Linked DNA regions of Sus scrofa: all the other regions are linked to region 1. Evidence: chromatin contacts called from public HiChIP or PLAC-seq data. All regions are on one chromosome and are shown on one strand. The core of a region is the stretch at or near the end of the contact, and the rest is flanking DNA. Distances in the headings are between cores, read along the strand shown.

Region 1 (2,700 bases), core at 100-2,599:
GCTGAGTCTGAGTGACAGGGAGAGCACACCCGTAACAGGGCACCCCTGGGCTGGCAAGGAGAAAGGCTGCAGAGGGCTCTAATTGCAGCTTCCTCAAATGGACAGGCAGCTGGCTCTCAGGCAGTGGAGGAGGAAGGGGAGGGAAGCAGAGCCCTGGAATGTGTGATAGGACAAAAATAGAGGGCCCGGGGTTACTGTAGGCCAAGCTCCTTCCCAGGACAGGCTTGCAGGAAGCTCTGATTTAGGTGAGCCCACCTAGCCCTGTGCTGACTGCAGGGTGAGCCCCCTGGATGTTCCCAGGCTGTTCCCCTTCAGTGGTTGGAGCAGGGTTTCGAATGGTGTTTTCAAAGAGTCCATATTGTGGTCCTCAAGACTTTGGAATTCTCTTTATGCCTCCCTTTCCTTCTCTTCCCAGGGTCCTCTAGGGATGACTGGCTTTACTGGTCCATTGACTGGCCTTGACAGTGAGGGGAAATCAAGGACAAGGGAAGGATGACTAGAGAGGTCCAGTGAGGGCCTCCTGGTTAATTTTCATGAAAACGATGACGATAATTACACACACACCTTGTAGGATTGCTGAATGTATTTAAAAAGGCAACAGATATATGTGTTTTGTGCAATCCTCACTCTGTAAAGGGACTTACAGGTAGCACTCACCCTGTGAGGGCACCTGGTGGCTCCTAGTGATGTTCTCCTTGCGACCTGTCAGGGGCCAGAGTGAGGTCTGTCACCTCCATGCTCTGAAAGCATTTGTGGGTTTAAGAGCTGGACTGGAAAGCAGGCTGGATTTCAGTCCTGGCTTTAAGTTGCTGTGTGACCCAGGGTAAGCTCCTTCCCCTCTCTGGGTCTCCAATTTCTTTCCTGTTCCATGAAGGACTTGGGCTAGGAGATCTTTGAAGTCCTTGGCCCACAGAAGCTGGGGGATCTGGGCCATGGGTCAGGGTGCTCCTTTCTTGATGCTCTAGACTCTTTCTTTGGGGAAAGGCAGCTCTCTCCACTCCATCCTTTGCCGAGCTGGTCTGCTGGTTTCCTAGACAAGCCCAGGAATGCTGGGTATGGAGCTGTGGGTTCTGTGGTCAAGGCTGTAGGGCAGGTTCCGGGCCCAGTGTCTCAGTGCTGCATGCCTGGCCCCCTGGAAAGGGGCGCTGCCTGGATTGCTTTCAGTGTTCTTGCCCCACCTGCCCTGGACAGCCGGACCCATGTCCTCAAGTCACAGGGAGAGTTCAGCATGTCCTGCTGTGACACATGGCCAGAGGGCAGTAAAACTCAAGCCCTCCTGGTGGGCAGGTGATCCTCACGGAGCTAGCCAGGCCTGACTCAGCCCCAGCCTGCCAGCCCCTGAACCAGCTGTTCCCTCAGGCACTACACAGAAATCACGCCATGGGGGATGGCATCAGGCTGCAGGAAAGCGTGTCCCTGGCTCAGGGGCCAAGGAGAAGAATGCAGTATCAGCCTGGCACCAACTGGCCTGAAAGAACAGCTGACTCTCTGCAGGGAAAGCTGAGACAGAGTCCCAAGTTCAAGACTGGCTCGTAGCCCTAGGACAGGGATTGCTGATAGTCTGATTCAGTGCAAAGGAGAGAGCTGGACCAGACCCTCTCAGGCCAAGCACCTAATCCCCCCTCCACCTGACTGTGTGTGACCTTCATTTGATGCCTGACCCTTATTTGGGCCTCAGCTTCCCTGTCTGGGCTAAGTATTAAGGTCCTAAGGGAACAAATTTTGTGATGTCCTTACTTAAAATTTGGGGACTCCGTTCCCCCAGCCTTTAGTAGAAATGCTCCTGTGAAGACTGCGTGTCTGATATGTCACTATGTGCTGCCTGGGACAGTCTCCCTCTTCATCCAGGCTCCTCTTGCCTCACCACCTTCTAGTCTGAGCTGATACCCATTCTCCTGTTTTCTAGAAGGAAAATGACCTTCATTCTAGAGTGTAGGTAATGGCAATCTGGACATTTCAAGGTCTTATTGAAGAGGTTGAGACTGACCTTATTCTAGTTCCAGCTGTCACAGTGGGCTCTTGAGCATTTCTCTTCCCCACCTGGGCCTCAGTTTCCCTCTTGGTAGTGGGAAGTGTTTGAGTCAAGTGATCTTGAAAATTCTTTCCAGTTTGGCCTCAGGGTCTCTAATATCCCCCGGAAAATTAATTTTTTTTTTTTTTTTGGTCATTTGTCTCAAAATGATTAAAGCAATTGAGAAGCAAAACAACTTGGCTATAAACCAGCTCAGGAGGACAATAAGATGAGACCTCTTGCTCTAATGTGGGGGGGGGGAGGCAGTTAGAGAAATGCTGCACCACCCCCACTGGTAAAAAGAGGGAGGCAGCTTACTGTTCTAAAGTGATCTCTCTCACACACACTGGGGGAGGGAGGAGGTGCTGGGTCAGCAGGCGTGTCTGGAGAATGTTTGTCCCTGAAGGAAAGTCAGGCAGAAAAGTCCGCTTGGCACCAGGCCTTGCTGGGATTATCTTCATCATAGAGCCATAATTTATTTTTCCACAGACCTCGGGATCGTATAAGGGGATTCCAGAATCTTCATGTGAGCAGTGAGTACCAAGTATCCTGGGGCTGCCTGCCAGTAAGGCGACCTCTCTCAGTGTCTGCCGCCACCCGCCTGCTGATTGGGAGTTGGCTACTGCCCGGGGCCCTCAGGGCTCCTGGGTCACCTGAGAGACTTGTTAGGAAGCTGGTGTTCATCTCTT
Region 2 (2,700 bases), core at 71-2,570, 180 kb after region 1:
TACCAAAGTCCAATGTAGTATTTTTAAATAAAAATCTGATGACATCACCTCCTTATTCTGCTGCCCTACTATGAATCTGCTTCCCATCTACAGCTCCAGCCCCCTCCTGTACTTTTTTCTCCTCCACTCTTTTGCATCATGTAACATCATTCACTTGCTCTCCCTCTGAAATCTGTCCCCTTGTACCTTTTGTTCTCTCTACCTGGAATGCTCTCTCTCCTCCACTCCCTTTGCTTGGCCAACCCCTCTTACACTCCAGGCTCAGTTTAAACATCACTTGTCAGAGGATGCTTTTTCTGAACATTCCATGTTTTACATTCATGCTATGTTCCTGCACTTGTTGTGTCAAACATTCTTTCACATTTGGTTAGCAGGTCCAACAATAACATCTTAATTTCTCTTCATGTTGTTATAATGTGGTTTGGATGACAAATAATGAATTCAAATTTACAACTGCAGTTTTCAAATGAATACTCTTCCATCTAGACTGGATACATTAGCTTCCAAGTACAAACACATCGTGAATTAATTTTGAAATATTGCATGTTTATGTCTGTTACAGATATTCATGCTAGAACATGTATAGTATATTGATGATATGTAAAACAAAAGGAAATCTGTTCTGGAAATCTGAATCATTAAGTTCACTGATGCATAGGTCAGTGCCTGGCATACAGAAGGTGCTCGGTAAATGTTTTGTTGAGCAAATGAATGATTGGTGTATCCTTGAGGTTTATGTTCCTACACAGTACAGTCCATTTATATCCAAATAAAAGGAAATTCAGAAATAGGAGGTTCTGTTCAGGTGGAAGGGAGAACAGCTCAAGATAAACCAGGGTGTTGATTCAAGTTGTTCCGTCAGCTTGCCTCGTTTTGTTTTCATACTTCCTGTTCATAGGTAACCACTTTGTAAACCTAGATGCAAAATGGAAGGCCTGTGAATTCCCACTAACAAGCTGTGTAAGGCATTCTCAGCATTTCTCCAGGCTGTCAGAGGGCTTAGATCAAGTGTTCTCACACATTGCCTAAGCTCTTCTCAGACATATTTGCTCCAGGCTTTTATCAACTGCCAGGAAATGAGCAGCTGTGAGTTCCAAACGTAACAGGTATGTAGAGCTGTCAGCATGTCCAGTTCTGATCAACTGGAGTTGCACTGGGGTCAGCTGTGTCTGATACCCCTCCCCTCTGACCAGAAGGACTCCGTGCAAGCTCCATGCTCCTGCTAAACGGGGGGATTACTGTGGAAGGCCCTCAGCCTGGGGACTTCCGCCAAGCAGTGCCTGGCTCCCCAACTGCACTAGCCCCCAGTGCCCTGTCATTCGAGATGACACGTGGGATTCCTAGGACAGGCTTAGCTCTGGTAGTCTTCACTGCCAGCAGCCCATGAGCTACACTAGATTAATTCTAATGTCTGTGTACTATTTAAAATGCAGTTGACACTGAATTTGTTTTACCTGGTTTTAAAAAATGAAGAATTTAATTAACTTTTTTTTTCTTTTCAGCTCTTTATGGCATTGAAAGTCAACTACTTTATGCTCAGGGAAGTTTTTCATTGTTTTAATAGCTTTCAGGTTGTGGCTAGGTCTTAGTTTTTGCATGTGGTGCCTTTTTTCAACTAATTACTTCTTATATGTGTTCAGACTCCTTTTTAACTTTAATCTGCCTTAGAGTGATATTACCATTTTATTTTTTAAATTTTATTAACTTCTATTTGGGTGGTTTTAAGCGTTTTCATAGGGTTGAGATTTCATTCTGCTACCTAGAATTATAGACTTTCAAAGCGGGGAAGGCCCCTGAGATCTTTGCTAAATCTCTTCTTAGGAGGTGAATAAACTGAGGTAAATATGTTAAAAGACTTGCTCAGATTCTCATAGCCAGAAGTAGAGCTGGGATGAGAAAACTCAGGCTTCCTAGCTCTCAGTTCAAAGGAATTTCCACTACAACTGCTTATTTTTTTAAGATATTTTTACAGACTAGTATTTTACTCTGAGAGTCATCACTAACACCTTTGATAAAAATACATATGCCAGCTTTCATGAAAAAGAAAAAGGCGGTGAAGCGTAACTACTGTTAATGCGATTTTGTCAAATCCTCACCCAAGTTCCAAGAAATGCCAATACCCATGTCAAACAGTCAATCAATGGTTAATTAGTATTAAGTCCTTCTATACATCAGGTACAACAACCGCCAAAATGTAGAAGCCCTTGGTTCTCATGATAGAGTCAGAGGAGATATGAAGTGTGACATCCTGGGAAGCATATCAATAATGTTGATAAACTAGACTTGATGGTGGATATTGGGGGACAGTGCAAGGAAGCCAGATATATTCAGATCTTGCATCGTAGGCTAAGAATAGCATAAAAAAATCTGATGCACTCTTTCAACTAGTAATACTGATAGGGTACAGGGAATTTAGTAAGCCCTTGCATTTTTGTTACAATAATGATAATGTTTTCATGGCATCTTACAGTTTGCAAAGCTCTTTCACATTTACAATCTCATTTAATTGTCACAATAAATATTTCAAATCAGTATCTTCCTTTTCAAAAAATGACACTGAGACTCTAAATCTCACAGCATATTTTTGGGAGAAATTAGATTTCAACCCAGCTTCTTTCCATTCAAAATCTCATGATATTTTCATTGTCATTTCTTTCTTTGTCACTTCTTTCTTCCTCCCTCCTTCAACACACATTTACA
Region 3 (2,700 bases), core at 8-2,507, 210 kb after region 1:
GATTCTATTATTCCAATAGAAGACATTTTCTTTTTCTTGCTTAGTGTTTTGTTTGTTTTTTACTGTTGTGAAAAGTCTGAGTTGCTTACAGCCAAAAAAAAGAAAAAAAAAAAAAAAGGATGAAATTTGCTATACGGACCAAGCCTGGCAATTTCTCCAGAAGTCAGAGAATCCTGGAAAGGTAGAAGGTCTTCTTAGAACAATCTCTGAAGAAAGCATGCTTACTACTGAGTGCACAGGGAGTACTTTGAGTAGAAAGGATCCTGGAAGCATCCTAGGGATACAGCATCCTCCAAGAAGATGCATGGCAGCTGTGGCCTCTGGAGATAGAGATGGATATGCTTAGGAAGGGCCAGGCCTAAAGGTGCCCTCAGACATGTGTAGGTGAGGAGACCTGCCACAAATAAGAGGTGTACCTCCTCTCCAATGGTCTGCTCTGAGAGGGACACTTAAAGAGGTACACTGACCACTCACTCACCTGTGCACCCTTGCCTAGACCCACCCACCTCACATCTTCTCTATGGGATGCAAGCAGATTTCTCTGCTTCTGAGGCATCTGGATGGTTTCATCTGGAAGCTACTACATGGCTCTAGGACCTTATTTCCTAAGTTTGCACATCACCTCAGCCAATCTTTATTGCTGGCCACAAAGCTTTGAAACAGAAGGCACAGGGATAAAGATTCAACTCCCAATTTACCTCTGCATTTTTTTTAATGGCCACTCACGGCATATGGAAGTTCCTGGGCCAGGGACTGAACTCGAATCCCAGATGTGACCTGCATCACAGCTGCAGCAGCTCCAGATCCTTTAACCCACTGCTGGGGCCTGGTCAAACCTGCACCTCCACAGCAACACGAGCTGCTGCAATATAATTTCTACAGAGGGAACTCCTACACTTATTTATTTACAGAGATATTCCTAATTAATCTTTTTGATAAAGGGGTAAACAGTCTCACAGTTTATAGAGTTTTTAAAAATGGAGTTAACATTCCTAGAACTTCAGAATAACAAAATATTAGAGATGGAAGGACATTTCAGCCCATTAATCCAACCTCCTTTGTTCAAAGCTGAGGGAAAAGGGATTTGGAGAAGAGAAGGGACTCTTCTCAGGTCTTCTCATTAATATCTTAGAAATCTGGGACCATGAACCAAGTCCTCTGACTCCCAGTCTAGTGCTCCTTCCACCTCTTGATCAATTTACAACCTGGAGCAGGAAATTTGACTATCCTTCTAATCTCCTCCCAACTTGTGCAGCTACAAAAATAGATACAATCTGGAAGCCCAGCCATGCCAAATATTGTGGCAGACTTCCCAGCCTCACTCTCCTCCTCCCCCAGCTGATGAGAAGTTGAAGCTCCATAACACTCTTGCTAGAAATGTGAAAATTATTTCTCTTTTATTCTTTCTTATATATAAATCCCACTGCCCAACCAGGATCAAAAACCACTCAGGATCCACTATTCAGAGAGGAGGGATCAGATAGATCATCAGATAAACAGAGGCCCCTGTTTAGATTCTATAAATTTAAATATATATAACAATTGCGAATATTTATATTTTAAAAAGACCTAGACTAGTGATGAAAAAAAAAACATGAGGTCTTCAAGGAAAACCTATGTGGCTGCATGAAGTCTTCCTATAAAGAGGAAAATCCAGAAAGAGGTTGGACTTATTTAAAAAGTAATTTCAAATTGTGACTGGACCTTAAGAGAGAAGCATCCTAGAAACAAAGACAAGAATCTTTGAACATAGATGGAAGATGAATTTGAGAAACTGTTTTTCTTCATGCTGATACTTGGCAGCATACAAGAAAGAATCTATGAAGATATACATACAAGGTTGTTCACTGCAGCATTATTTGTAATAGAAAGAAAAAGAAATAATCTAAATCTCCTTCCATATGAGACTAATTAGAACAAACTATGGGGCATCCATACTGAGGAATATCAGGCAGCTGTTTAAAAACAGAAGGTTAGGCTCTATGTTCTAACACAGAATTGCACCCAATGTACATCAAGATACTATGAAGTAACAAGTAAGTCATAGTATATATAGTTTGATTCCCATTTGATCTAATAGGAAATGTATATATTTGTGTGTGTACAGAAAATTTCTAGAATAATATGCAAGATTATTTGCTGAGAAATGCTAATAGGAAGAAAAGGAGAATGAGAAGCTTTTGTCATCTTTTATCCTTCTGATGTGAAAGTTTTATCATGAGCATAGATTCTTTCTAATATATTTTCTATAAACCACAAAAAATCTAATATTTTTTAAAACCACAAAAAATTATCTAGAATTTATTTTTCTCATATATTTTAATTTATTAATAACTCTTCTACAGCATAAAAAATAATGAGTATAAGCCAAGAGGTCTTCTTCAAATCCCTTTTTTTCCTTTCTTCTAAAGTCTTCAGCCCTTGGATGAAATTTATCTGCCCCATCCTTGCCATCACCTTGTGTAGCTTTGAAGGCTGCCTATGTAAAATTCCTCAATCACATGCTTTATTGGCCTCCTTCACATACCCCAGTTTCACTCTACATCAGCCACCAGCTTTTGGATACTTGATGGACGTTATTGCGATACCTAGAGCTAGAACCTGGACTTTCCTTTTTCTGGTCAGAGCCCAGAAAGCTAAGATCACAAAAGTGTTGGCACAGATGCCTCAGTAAGTTCAACCAAATCATCCTTAATCTCC

The links. HiChIP or PLAC-seq counts read pairs in DNA pulled down with a chosen protein or histone mark.
Region 2: a contact with region 1 is called in an H3K27ac HiChIP or PLAC-seq map of skeletal muscle. The contact joins two enhancer-like sites. A contact is called at or near these places in 3 of 47 Hi-C or Micro-C datasets (psoas muscle and skeletal muscle) and 1 of 2 datasets of contacts at active chromatin or transcription factors (skeletal muscle).
Region 3: an H3K27ac HiChIP or PLAC-seq map of skeletal muscle shows a contact between it and region 1. The contact joins two enhancer-like sites. A contact is called at or near these places in 1 of 47 Hi-C or Micro-C datasets (skeletal muscle) and 1 of 2 datasets of contacts at active chromatin or transcription factors (skeletal muscle).

Annotation. Positions count from the first base shown.
Region 1 is chr1:241,020,317-241,023,016 of Sscrofa11.1, forward strand. No RefSeq gene overlaps it. Among named protein-coding and RNA genes, the nearest start is that of SEC61B, 36 kb to the left of the region's middle. Within about 2 kb of position 1,350, at least 9 of the 83 cell types and tissues checked have an H3K27ac peak or open chromatin away from gene starts, as enhancers often do. A contact at or near this core is called in skeletal muscle, where this site is marked.
Region 2 is chr1:241,198,496-241,201,195 of Sscrofa11.1, forward strand. All of the region lies in intron 4 of LOC106509214 (a long non-coding RNA gene), which reads right to left. Among named protein-coding and RNA genes, the nearest start is that of SEC61B, 210 kb to the left of the region's middle. Within about 2 kb of position 1,321, at least 3 of the 83 cell types and tissues checked have an H3K27ac peak or open chromatin away from gene starts, as enhancers often do. A contact at or near this core is called in skeletal muscle, where this site is marked.
Region 3 is chr1:241,225,819-241,228,518 of Sscrofa11.1, forward strand. All of the region lies in intron 4 of LOC106509214 (a long non-coding RNA gene), which reads right to left. Among named protein-coding and RNA genes, the nearest start is that of SEC61B, 240 kb to the left of the region's middle. Within about 2 kb of position 1,258, at least 1 of the 83 cell types and tissues checked has an H3K27ac peak or open chromatin away from gene starts, as enhancers often do. A contact at or near this core is called in skeletal muscle, where this site is marked.